Linked DNA regions of Sus scrofa: regions 2 and 3 are each linked to region 1. Evidence: chromatin contacts called from public HiChIP or PLAC-seq data. All regions are on one chromosome and are shown on one strand. Each heading gives the region's core, a stretch centred on a gene start, on an enhancer-like site or on the middle of the called end of the contact. The rest is flanking DNA. Distances are from core to core; before and after follow the strand shown. Region 1 holds the start of TOMM70 (mitochondrial import receptor subunit TOM70). Region 2 holds the start of TFG (protein TFG). Region 3 holds the start of TBC1D23 (TBC1 domain family member 23).

Region 1 (4,407 bases), core at 1,419-3,918:
TAGACAACACTGAAAAACTAAAAACGGGATTTAAGGAAATCTACAATCTGAAAGACAGTTTGCTAAATTCTATCAAATGCCAAACAGGTGAGATGAGGTAGTATTTGAAACTGCAACAAAATATCAAAACCCAGTTTCTTTCATAAAAGTTATCTTTACGTTTGGTCATTATTATAAAACAGAGAACTTTTATGTATTTTTCATTCATCCACTACTGTTCTGTGCTTAAAATTAATAAGCAAAAGAAAAAATGATCAGAGAATTCCAGAAATATGAAAATAAAAAGACAAATGATGACTAATTCAAAAAATTGCCTTGACTACCACTCTCATTAACAGCATTCATAATCAACAATTTTCAGGGCTGGAAGAAATGTAAGAGAGCCAATATTTTAATTCTCTTATTCTACAGGGATGGCACTAACGTCTAAGACAAAATGACTTTCCTGAGATAACTATGCTGGAGAGCCCAACATAAAGCACATTATCTCCTAGTTTTCACAGTCCATGAAATCTTCCAGCATATTTGTACTGGATCATTTCTCTCTATATATCTTTTTTTTTTTTTTTGTCTTTTCTAGGACCTCACCCGAGGCATATGGAGGTTCCCAGGCTAGGGGTCTAATCGGAGCTACAGCTGCAGCCTATGCCACAACCACAGCAACGAGGGATCCAAGCCATGTCTGCGACCTATACCACAGCTCACAGCAACACAGGATCCTTAACCCACTGAGCGAGGCCAGGGATCGAACCCACAACCTCATGGTTCCTAGTTGGATTTGTTAAACACCGAGCCACGATGGGAACTCCCTCTTTTTGTATGTTAACGCTGTATCTTACTCTCCCATTAGAAGATTATATGGTGCTCTCAAGGTCTAGCACAATGCCTGATATATAGTATACACTAAACTAAGGTAGTTTGCTCCAACATCAAAACTTTCTTTAATCTGACTACTTAGTAGAAATATGTCTTCAATCTTAATAACGTGGCAATAACTTGCAAATATATACAACTGGGAGTTACTTGACCAAAGGTTTCTCTGAACTCTGATTTACTCTGTAACTGCATTGTACAATCCCAGACTCAGGTAAAATGCTCCACACCACCTCATCTCATTTAGTATTGTAAAATGCAGCTAGGCCAATTCCCCCACAGCTGTCAGATACCAAAAGGATTTAACAGTCAGTTCAACAAAACCATACAAAGCAGTTCATCAGACATCCCGATGCATGGTTTAACATCACAGAATCTTTTTCAGGCATGTAAATTTCCAGGTTAAAATTTTGAAATGAATTTAAGATGCTTCTACCCCAAAGATTTAAAAACTCATTCCCACAGATGAAATAAATGCTCCTGAACACCACTGTACTCTCATTACCCAACAGTCACTGTATTTACCCATCTTCCACCCTTCAAAAAAAGGGGAGTGGCTCTTTATTAAAAGGTTATTACTAAGTTCCAGGCCTTGGAAATCACCAAAACAGTTCATACCGTACTGTAGCAATAGTTAAGGGCATTTGACTTCCTCTACTAGTTAATTAAATACAATCATCACGTTTACAAACGTCTCCATACCCACAACGCTAGGGATAAATGCTGTGTCACTGAGAAGAAAAACAGGTATTTTTCCAAAACCAAAAGGAAACTGTCAACGAAGGACGCTAACCTGTGCCCTCGGGCTACTTCAATCTCAATAAAGGCAGCCAAATTGAGTTTCCCTAAACCCAAGTGCTGCCACTTGGCTGCCCCGGTCTGATGGGAAGCCCCCTGACCGGCACAACCCGCCAAGGAAAGGCTGCACCCGCCGGGCTCCACCTCCACAGCCCGGGGATGCTTCTCACCATTTCCAGGTGAGCACCGGGGCCTTCGGGGTGTCCGCTGCCCGGAGCCGGACTTGCCCTGCCCTCCGGGGTCTTCCGTTCACTGTTGCGCTTCAGGCCGCCGGCGTCGCCTCGGCCCCCGGTCTCCCGGCGCCGCCGCTGCCGGCTCCACAGGTACATGGCACCCGCGCCCAGCAGCAGGGGCGCTCCGACTGCCAGGGCGAGCTGCCATCGCGGCAGGCCCCCGGTGCCCGGGCCTGTAGTCGCACTGCCACCGCCCACTCCACTCCCGGAGCTGGGCACAGCCGCTGCGACCACCGCCGCCTCCACAGGTTTAGAGGCGGCCATGACGGGTGTCCTCCGCCACCGCCTCCCTGCTTGTCGCTGGCGCCACAGTCACCAGGCAGCGTGCGAACGTAAACCGGAGCGAGTCACGGAAGGAAAGCAGTGAGCGAGCGAGCACGCTAGGCAGCAAGAGCGGACGACAGAAAAGGGCCAGAGGTCACCGGAAGCCCAAGGCATGCCGGGCCAGAACTGGCGGTTCTTCTCTTCCCTTCTCAACCGAGAATGGGGGAGGAGAAGTGTAGAATAGTTCCGGGTCAAGGTGCTGGGCGTGAAGTGAACAACCCAGGCAGTTCTTTCTCTTTTCTTTCCTCTCGCTGCTGTTTGTGAGACTAACTTCTGCGGCCTTGTGACTTCGGTGGTATCCGACGCCGTCCCCTACGCCTTCAGTAACGAAGGGCAGAGGGCCCTATGCTCTAGGGAGGCTGGGGCGAGCCGCATATCTAGCGGTTTTACAGCGCTCACGCGAGTATAGGAAAAAGCTCGAAGCCGCTCTAAGAATGGGCGGGAGTGGCGAAGAGTTATGAAGGTTATTGGCTGTAAGGAATGGTGGGCGGGGCATAGGCCGAGCCACTCAGTTCATTGGTAGAATTTGGACCACACATTTTTCTTGTTACTGCCACGTTGGCGCTTCTCAGAGCCGGGAGGCCGTTGGCTCGGTTGTTCACGTGTCAGAGGAAACCAACGGATTGGAAGGACTTTTAAAGATGTATGAGGAAAGAGCCCAAAGCTGACGTTAGCCTGCTGTATCACTGATCTTAGCTCTACCATGGCCAGGTTTTAGTTTGGACTAATTTGAGGTCATTGGGGGCAACAACAGGTAGCAGAACTCAGACGGTAGAAACGGGCAAATCTAGTTGGCCCCAGTCAAAATGGCTTGAACGGGGTCCCTGCGACTTACATTCCACACCAATTGCGAAAGCCATGCCGTCTCTGCGTTGTTATGAGGTTCCCGAACTGAGTAGGTAGAAATGCGGAAAACCCAGAGTTCCCACCTTTCCTATATGTATTTGTGTCGTACCGGATTCCGCCTAACACCCCAGCCCACACCTCGCTCCCTGGAGCATACAGGCTCTCCCCAGCGCTGTGAAACGCCCGTTGTCATTCCTGTTTTGCACTAGATGTTTCAGTCCTCTTGCCACATTCCCAAGTTGAAATTTCAACTCAAGGCTTTCATGTATCTAAGAACTGTCAAATCGTTTCCACATGATCTGCACTAGACCTCTTAAAATACAGAAATTTCCCCTGCAAGGAATTGTTTAGAATTCACAGTATTTTCAAAAAGAAAAGAATTAATAGAAAATCAGAATTCCCAACTACGGCTTCTCATTTCACATATACTGTGCACACCTTACATTAAAAATTTACAAATGGGATTTCCTGTTGTAGCTCAGCAGGTTAAGAACCCGGACAAATATCCATAAGGATGCACGTTCTATCCCTGGCCTGGCTCAGTGGGTTAAGAATCCAGCATTGTGGAAAGTTACAGTGCAGGTCACAGATGTGCTCAGATCCAGAGTTGCTCGCTGTGCCTGTGGCATAGGTGGGCAGCTGCAGCTCCAATTAGACCCCTAGCCTGGGAACTTCCACATGCTCCGGTGCAGCCCCAAAAAGACAAAAAAAAAAAAAAAAAAAAAAAAAAAAAATTTACAAATGATCATTTTGTTTTGGGATACAACTGAGGATTTTCAACACCACAACAGCACTGCATAAAGATTGAAAGGAGATAATTTATTAAGTGGTACCAAAATAGACTGACTAAATTAGAATGGCCTAATTGGAAAGTTTCAGGATTATTGCTTTGCTCTTTTGCTTCCCCTGAGTTCCTATTAGTAAATTGCTTTCAGGCAATCGGGTTCCTTAGCAACAGGCGTTTTTAGAGGAGCTAAAAATAATAGCAATAGAATTATTTGATCAAATAGTGATTGTTCCAGGCAACAACTTCTCTTCCTTCCTGATTCCCATCCCCCAAAGGCAAGTCTCCTATCTCCTTAAAGAAATTTTTCCTTTGCTTTTTCAGAACAGTAGGATTTTTCTTTCCTGAAATTTAAGTTTTTCTACAGCCTCATAAGATTCAGAATGCTAGTAATTACAAACTATTGGTAGGAATTAAAACATTTAAAGTTTTTAAAGCAGGAGTTCCTGTCATGGCTCAGTGGTTAACGAATCCAATTAGGAACCATGAGGTTGCGGGTTTGATCCCTGGCCTTGCTCAGTGGGTTAAGGATCTGGCATTGCCATGAGC
Region 2 (4,407 bases), core at 957-3,456, 250 kb after region 1:
ATGTCCCAGAAAACAACATAGCAATGATACTCTATATAATGTCTCTACCAAGTAAAACTAAACAACATATTCCACAGGCATACATATATATGTAAATTAAACTGTATAGAAGATTAAAACACCACCACCACCAACACCCCAAGGAAATGCTAAACAGAAAATCAGGAGAGAGGCACAAGGACCACAGGGGAGAGGAGCACACTGGGAGGTATTATTTATTGGTAATGTTCTAATCTTTGGGTTGGGTATTGAGTTCCAGCTGTTCATTATGCTCTTAAATTAAAATGTAATTGTTATAAAGGATCAGGAACAGGAAACATCGCTGAAGTTTTTGTGGACAATTTAGTATTTAGCTGAAATAAAAAAATGGGCAGGATATGGTTTTGGTTATAAAGGTGTTTATAACCTAAAGGGGGCAATATGACAAACTCAGATATCTGGTAATTTCATGCTTTTATATGACATATTACTAAACCCAAATAGCCTTGATTTCATGCTCAATCACAATATTGTAAGCCTACATCCAGCTGGATAACAAGAGGCAAAAATCTATCATAAAGTTTTTCATCGTGGGAAAAGAATCTGAGAGAGAATGGATGGTGTATCTTATAACTGAATTACTTTGTTGTATAGCAGAAATTATCACCACCTTATAAATCAATTATACTTCACTAAAACTTTAAAAAATAAAATTTAAAAAATTTCAAATTTATATTTCTGGAGACTCCTAGGGAACGCTTTAATGTTGCATAGATATCCTTGTCCCATGTCACCTGAGTCTCTGATCTGGCTTACAAACAGCACCTCAGCCTCTCATTTTCTAATTTCTTGCCCCAGGCAGCTCCTGCTTCTACTGTGATCTAAGGAATCATAACTACCTCACCTCTCAGTTTCCCTAATGGTGGCTGGAGGAGGTATTAACATTAAACAAGACTTCACTGATTGCTTGAGGATGAAGCACGAGGGAATTACAACATAAAGAACCTTAAACTGCTTTCAGGGTTCCAGAAGACCACTCTATGGGTGCTTTCTTCCCAGCTTCCAGCTGGCCTCAGTTTAACAGAGATCAGTTTATTTCTCCTCAATGGCAAGACTCTTGAGTGATTGCCCCTTTCCTCTGAACCTAGCAAGGGGAAATTTTTTCCCCTCGTTTCAGGCTAAGGTTCACTTTGACCCTGCTCCAGGTTCTGACCTCTCATTAGGAAGATTGTGGTATTCCTTACTTCTTTTGAGAGTTTTTTACCTATGTCCACATTTGTGTAGTTTTTTTTTTAATCCAACCTCAAGCCATTTCAAAGACCTCAGGACACTATTATTGGACAGCAGTTCATTTTCCCAAATTTGGATATTCAAGTCACAACAAGCACTGAAGGATAAAATCTGGAACTTTTTTCATTCTTTCTTCAGTCTTCCGCTTCTCAATCCCTGGAAGCAATTGCTCCATACAGCATTGGAAAATACCTTTCAGATGCAAAAGAATTTTAAACTCATATATTTCACTCTCAAACAGAACTTTTCAGACTTAAAGCTGCAAAAATGTCATATTTCTTAAACTACTAAAATAACAATAACTTCTCACCCTGAATTCACTTCATCTGGTGAACAGCTGGGGAAGCAAGTAAGTTCACATTGCTTTTTGCTTAGTCTTAGAAGGCAAAATTCCTTGCAACTTTTACAACAGCACTGACCCCGAAACTCAGATATCATCACCTATTCCGCCCCACCCCCGTCAGAGAGTGTCTTACATAAATTAGCATATGCGGTTAGAGCGAGGGAAGAGTATGTAGGGTACGCTCAAATAGTTTAGTTCCAAAAAGGCTTCTGGAATCTTTAATCAGCCATGATTTCCCAGCCTTTACCCTTTACACACTCATAACTCGTAAACGCTGTGTAACTCCTTGCTTACAAACTGATTCCATTCCCATTTCCAGCACAGGGCTTGGCGAAAGCGTAGGCGCCCAACAATGAATGAATGAGTTTGTAAAAGGAAGGCAGGAAAAGGGTTGGTTTTTTTGAGATAGGACTAGGAAAACTACAATGGCCACAAAACAAAAAAACACTCAGACTTGGACAAATGCCCACTTTCAATCCGCTCTCAAAAGGAGTACAGGACACCAAGTTACGCCCCGCCCACGGGCGAGCGAAGGAAAACGCTAGCGCTCTGGAAAACCGGAAGTGCCTGGTCACGCCCCGCGCATGCGCGCTTCCGTTGCGCTCTCACTTCCTACACTGGGTCATCCAGTGAGAAAGCAGACCCAGGGCCTTGCAGGCCTGGACGTGGTCAGTCCCAGGGGGCCCCCAGCCGTCGCGCATGCGTTCTGGGTTGGCTTGCTCGCTCTGAGGCGGAGCGAACGCACAGTTTTCTTCTTGTACCCGCCCCCTCTGCTTTCCCCACCTGCCACGTACTGGGCCCGAGGTCTCGCTAGGCTTGGTGGGTCTGTGCGATTGGCCGGGGCCAGCGCAAGCCTGCCAGCGAGGTGCGGCGGGCCGGAGGGCAACCGAGTGGGCCGTGACTGCAGCTTTCTCCCAGCGCCCCAGAGCCTGGCAGTGGCAGCCTCGCACGAGTTGAATCAGCGGAGACCTGCGGAGGGGTGGCGGCGGCCTCGGCAAACCGGTATGGCCGCTGGAGGCGGGGGCGCGGCCGACTTCTCGGGCTAGGCGGCCCGGGAGACTTAGAAACGCCGAGACGGCTTCTTTCTAACCGGCGGGTGCGGGGCAGGTGGGGTTGGAGGGGCGGTGGGAAGGGGCTGGAGCCAGGAAGAGGGAGGCCGGGCGGGGCCTCGCGTGGGGGAGGGGAGGCCACAGAGGGGGAGGGGAAGGGCAAGGGCTCTCGGCAGCAACTGAGGCAGCGAAGCGGGCCTCGGCGGGAGGGATTCTCCGGGGGGGTTGTTTGGGGCAGCAAGTGCTCTTGCACCCATTCTGCCCGGGTCCAAGGGGTCGGGCTGACCGAGGGGGAGGAGAGGGACTTTGGGAGGCCTGGCGCGGTCCAGCGCCTAACTTTCTAGGGGGCTTGTAAGGGTGAGAAGGTGGAGGATGGCACCTTCGGAAGTAAGTTGATTGGCTTACATAGGAGAAACCTTGTTCCTTGGCTATGTCAGTGTTTAATCAAGCGCCGTCTGGAGGCCCAACCTAGTTTGATAGTGGTGATGACAACTAACTTTTAAGAGTTTAGTTTTCAAGGCAGTATGAAAGTACTTTAGATGCATGGTCTCATTGAATCATCACAAAGATTCTTTCAAATTTAGATATTATTTCTGTTTTGCATATGGTGGAAATGAGGCTTGGTGAAGTATTTGCTTAAGGTCACATAGCTAGTAGTGGGAATCTTTATCATTTTACTACACTGCCTCGAGTCGGGCAGGATTTGAGGCTTCTTGAATTATTTGGAATACTCAAGGGTTGATTTTGCTTAGGATTTCTTAAAGGCAGTTGTTATCCTCTGGAGGTGCCTATGCAGGCTTCTCTGAATTTTTGCAAGGCCCTAACCACAAGGGGAGTGGAGCTGGAGGTTTGGCCATGAACCTAGATGCTGGTTCAAGAGGCAGGCAGGCTTTTTATGTGTGTCTTTGGATATGTCACTTTATTCTCCAGTTCTGAGAACAGTGTTTCTGTTGGAAGATTTCATAAGTTTGTGGCTGTGTCATTTCTGGTTTTCAGAGGGAGGGAGGCAAGGACAAGATGGGAGAAGAAGAGCTGTAAGGATCTCACCAGCAGTTCATAGTAGTCCATACCCATCCATACTTTGTGATTGAAGTTAGAGAAAAAGAGGACCTGAGTCTAGTGTTACATTAAAAAAAAATGTGGGGACGGGATTTTCTCTGGAAGGGAAAATTTTGTGGTACTTTTATTTTTGTGATGCTTGAGTGCATGCTTTATGGAGACTGCAGCACAAACTGGGTGAAACCTTAGAGAAGGCCCAGTTCCTGGCCACAGGTAGTTTACAGACTTTAGGAAACATCAACCATTAAGTGAATTTGCAGACATGGCAAATGCAAAGTAAAAGAGACTCATATTCAGATCCGTTGGAACCGAGCAACAGTCTCCTCACAATCAAAAGGGTTATGTCAGTTATTTTCGATGTTGGAAATTTCTTTTAATTAGGGGTATGTCGTAAAGAGGCACTTCTAGCTATGTAAAGAAGGTACATTGTAAAGGTTTGGCTTAGGAACTGACCTGGTAGTATAGCTTTTTTTCTCTCAGTCGTTTAGCGGAACTTCATTATTTGTCATTCATCTTTTGTTTAGGGAACAAAAACAAGTCTTTAAATATTTACTGTATGTATGTCAGGCACTATTCTAGATGCTGCTTAGAGTAGGTAGTACTGTCCTGCTAAAGCTAAGCCCTGGTCCTTAGCTGCATTATTGCCTGTTTACACATCTTATAGGTAAGAGAAGGTAATGTACATTG
Region 3 (4,407 bases), core at 982-3,481, 150 kb before region 1:
AAACCATTTTAGAAAAGCTTCTGAAAACCCACTGACAGCAACTGAAGGGATCCAGCAGAGGTCCTGAATATCAGGATGGTAATTTGACCTAGATTCATGCCTTTTATTCTTTTTGAAGCTGTCATCTGAACTCTCATTCCATGTTAAAAGAAATTTTCCCCGGAGAGGGCTTGAACATCATGCAGAGATCCTGGGCTCAGAAGTGGGTGTGATAATGTGGCTCTGTATTATCTCCCCTTTGGAAGAGAATGAACATACTTTTGGTTGTAAATGAAAGAGCTGTACTATGCTTTGTGCTTATTTAGTCAAATAGTTTTTAAAATTATGAAACATTTTAGATTCCAAAGTGTTGACTCTATAAATACTGAACATACATAGCCACTTCTCAGCTCTTTAGAAACACAATATTAAAAACGTAATTGAAGCCATTTCCTCCCCTCCCACAGATGTAATTGTGAGAACTGCAGAACTTTCCAGCACATAACAACTCTGTCCGAACCCGTGCACTGAGACTTGATCAAATTCTAGCATGGTTTTTAGCAACTTAAGGCTGTGTCCCTAAAATGACCCTAGTCCCTACTGAATCTCATTAAAGACCTGATTGAGAAAGCTCATTGTCTGCTTGGAGAATTTACTGTTTGACCTAGCCAACACCTGATGAAAAATACTGACCTCTCCTGGTGTGTTTACTAGGAAGAGCTTGCAATTGTGAATATGTATCTTGAACTTAGAAGTGTCCTTCTCAAGGACCTGAGAGCTATTCCTTTGAAATGTATTCAATCATCAGGAAGGACAGGATCTCTGCCTCCCAGTTTCTGTGGGAGGGAAAAATCCTAAACTCAAAAATTGCCAGCTAGCAGATACAGCTGGCCTAGACACAATTACACTGACCAAGGCTTTGTCATTTTTCACTTATCTAACTCTAATGAGTCCCGATCTCCCTGCTGGCTCATTCTCCCTTTAAAACCCCTAATCATCTCTGAACAAATCAGGATGGAGCTCAGTCCTTTCCCCTACTGTCAAACTGTTTTGCTGCTTTAACTAATGTCTGGCTGTGTTTATCCTTGAGAACTGCCCTTCCGATTTTTCTAATATATCATTCTGGTGCATTTCTAAAAAGCATATATGCATCTATTAATAAATACATTGTGCTGCCCTTTTTTTTTTTTTAAGGGCTGCACCCCAGGCATGTGGAAATTCCCAGGCTAGGAGCCAATCAGAGCTGTAGCCTCTGGCCTACACCACAGCCACAGCAACACCAGATCTGAGCCATGTCTACTACCTACACCACAGCTCATGGCAGCACCAGATCCTTAATCCACTGAGCAAGGCCAGGGATTGAACTCACTTCCTCATGGATACCAGTGGGGTTGGTTACCACTGAGCCACAGTAGGAACTCCCATGTTGCCTATTTTTAACACCCAATATGACACTGTACTTTATCTGCCCTTCTGCAGTCTGTTCTGTTCTTTTAACATCATATTTTCCAGATTATCTATATTGATACATGTGGCTCTATTTCAAGAGCATTGGGTCCAGGATTTGCAAAAGCATCTCCCTAGGTCCAACCTCCTGAACTCATGTCTACTGTTAGGCCCAGGGGTGGTCAAGAGGAAACAAAGAGCTGGTGCTTTGGTGGTGATGGTGTGGACTGAGCTTGGATGTGGAGGCCGTGGTGTCCTCTCATTTGGAGTGAAGGGGGAAGTGGCGCGGGAAGAGAAGAAACGTGGCAGTGATCCCTGCCTGCAACTCCACAGAGTTCCGGAATTCTAAATTTGGACTTGATCTTCCATATTAGAAAGGTATGTTTACAAAGGTGGGCGGCTGGAGCAGATTTCCTTTACTGTTTAGCGCTTTTTTTTTTTTTTTTTTTTTAATACGACTTCTATTCAGACATCAAGTATGTGGTCACCATTTGTACGTGTGACCGTACCCCACAAAGAGGGGTGGTTGTGACTTTTCCTCACATCCCACTCTCTCCTCAAACACAACTGTTACTCTAGGAAATAGTTCATATATGACTCTCCTATCTCCACCGTCCCTGTGGACTTCTCACCTCGCCTCCTCTCCCCACTCTCTAGGCCTCTCAAATCTGACTTCAAGTAGGACGCCAAGACGGAACGAAGACGCTAACTGGACGCCAAGAAGCGACGCTCACAAGGCCTCCTACTGGGGCGCAGGCCCTCACCAAGCCCCGCCCACTGCGCACGGCCCAGGCCCTGCGGCATCCTGGGACACGTAGTCTTTGGCGGGGCAGCACCTCACCGAGTCTCCTCCTCCAAGCTGCCTTTCGCCCTCGGGACGTCGTGACGTTGAGTTCCTCCAGTCTTCCTTTCCCTCATCCAGAAGCTCAGTCCCAGACTTCCGAGGCCCTTTTGCGACATTGGGTTTCAGTCGGTCTCGGCGCCGGGTCCACTTTTCGGCAAAGTGACGTGGACGTCAATAGCAATGGCGGAAGGAGAAGAGGTCCCGCCACCGCCAACGTCGAGCGGCGACGGCTGGTGAGTGAAAGCCCTGGGCTGGTTCGCACTGCCCCTCTATTCTTCCTTGTCACCACCTTGCCGGTCCCCGAGGAACCAGCAGGCGCCGGTATGGAACGGGAAGACCAGTCCTGCGAGTCCGGCGCCCTGCCCCGCCCCCTCTGCCCGCCGGGTCCCCTCTGGCAGTCCTGTCGTGCCCAGGGGTCTCAGGCCGGACTCGTAGGGAGGGGAGTGTCGTCCAGGAGCTGGGCCTCACTTCAGCCTTCCATTTTCATCCACCGCTTTCCAAAACATGTTGGAGATATGTGGCTTCAGGGCTTGGTTTGGCCGTAGTTCCTGCCTCCGAAGAGTTACATTAGGCTGGTTAGGAGAGAAGTTTAGCGTATGGAGATCTGAGGCACCTGAATACTTGAAGAAAAGACCACTTGAAATTGCTAACCCGACCTTTGCCCGAGGGTTCAGAGGTTGAGAAATACACCTAGGGAGGATCCCTCATACATAATTGAGGTATTTTTTGTCCTAGTTTTTATTTCTCATTTTACGTTCCAGTAGTTTCTATCTTCTCTTTCACACAAGTTTTTTCCCTTCCTACCACTTTCCCTACAGCTCGATTTCAGAGCTTGGGTTGCGATGTAGGACATCGCTCTTGCTCCGCCCAGGCCTTTTCATGCTTACCCGATTTATACTGGGGGTTGTGATGAGGACCTCCAGCAATTTTTTTTTCTTTTTTTTTTTTTCTTTTTGCCATTTTTTGGGGCCGCTCCCGCGGCATATGGAGGTTCCCAGGCTAGGGGTTGAATCGGAGCTGTAGCCACCGGCCTACATCAGAGCCACAGCAACGTGGGATCCAAGCCACGTCTGCGACCTACACCACAGCTCATGGCAACGCCGGATCCTTAACCCACTGAGCAAGGCCAGGGATCGAACCCTCAACCTCATGGTTCCTAGTTGGATTTGTTAACCGCTGAGCCACGACGGGAACTCCGTCCAGCAATTTTTTGGTAGACTTTAGTCACAGAGTGTCGTTAATCTCTGGAAAAGTCTGCTACTTTTGAAATCTTCCCAAAACACTTTTAAAGCTAACGTCATTTTAAAAAAGCAAAACCTTTAGAAGCTTGTCGAGTTTTTACTTACTTAAAATGGATTTAAGTGTATTGACAGCATGTATTAGATAGTTTTAGATTTGCTTGCTTCTATTATACATATACAGCTCACTGGCACTCTCTCTGCCTAAAAATAATCCTGGACATTTGTAAAAGAAGTGTAAGTCATTGAGAGGGATAGATATTGTAATAATTGAGAAATTCACCTCTCATTTGGCAGATAGCAAGCATCGCCTTAGTACATGCACTCTCCAAGGTGGATGAAAACTTATAGTTAGGTATAGTTAGATATAGTTTATTTTCTAAGTTTGCTTATCTTGGAGTTAAGGAGCTGTAACAGATACACTTGCTAAGGAGGTAGAATTGTTTGGGTTCTTTGGAAATGTGAATGAAAATATTATGAGTGTTCAGGGAGACAGAAACCAAGTCGACTTGTAGTTCTTGGGGTAAACTTCATGAGGCAGACATGTTTGAATTAGGCCTTGAAAAAATGAGTAGGATTTAGGCCAGCACTTTTCAATAGAAGTGTAATGTGAGCCACATATGTAATTTAAAATTTTCTAGGAACTACATTAAAAACTAAAAAGAAACATTTCAACATAATCATTGTAATTATGTTCTAGATAAGTGCTTCTCATAATTTAAATGTGCATTGGGATTACCTGGAGATCTTGTTAAAATGAAGATTCGGATTCAGTAGATTTTCTTGGGACTGACTGACTAGCTCCTGGGTGATGACATTTCTGGTTCATGGACCCTACTCTAGTTATCAGGGTTCTAGATAATGTATGTCACAGAATGAATTGGTCAGAGAAATTTATCT

Evidence for each region. HiChIP or PLAC-seq counts read pairs in DNA pulled down with a chosen protein or histone mark.
Region 2: an H3K27ac HiChIP or PLAC-seq map of alveolar macrophages shows a contact between it and region 1. The contact joins the promoter of TFG here to the promoter of TOMM70 in region 1. A contact is called at or near these places in 1 of 47 Hi-C or Micro-C datasets (heart right ventricle) and 1 of 2 datasets of contacts at active chromatin or transcription factors (alveolar macrophages).
Region 3: an H3K27ac HiChIP or PLAC-seq map of alveolar macrophages shows a contact between it and region 1. The contact joins the promoter of TBC1D23 here to the promoter of TOMM70 in region 1. A contact is called at or near these places in 2 of 47 Hi-C or Micro-C datasets (blood and liver) and 1 of 2 datasets of contacts at active chromatin or transcription factors (alveolar macrophages).

The regions. Positions count from the first base shown.
Region 1 is chr13:158,575,287-158,579,693 of Sscrofa11.1, reverse strand. It overlaps TOMM70 (mitochondrial import receptor subunit TOM70), which reads right to left and starts at 2,668. Exons shown (of 12, transcript XM_021071309.1): 1 at 1,842-2,668. The coding sequence starts at 2,168.
Region 2 is chr13:158,324,701-158,329,107 of Sscrofa11.1, reverse strand. TFG (protein TFG) reads left to right here and starts at 2,206. Exons shown (of 8, transcript XM_021070561.1): 1 at 2,206-2,614.
Region 3 is chr13:158,727,109-158,731,515 of Sscrofa11.1, reverse strand. TBC1D23 (TBC1 domain family member 23) reads left to right here and starts at 2,231. Exons shown (of 19, transcript XM_021071307.1): 1 at 2,231-2,502. The coding sequence starts at 2,450.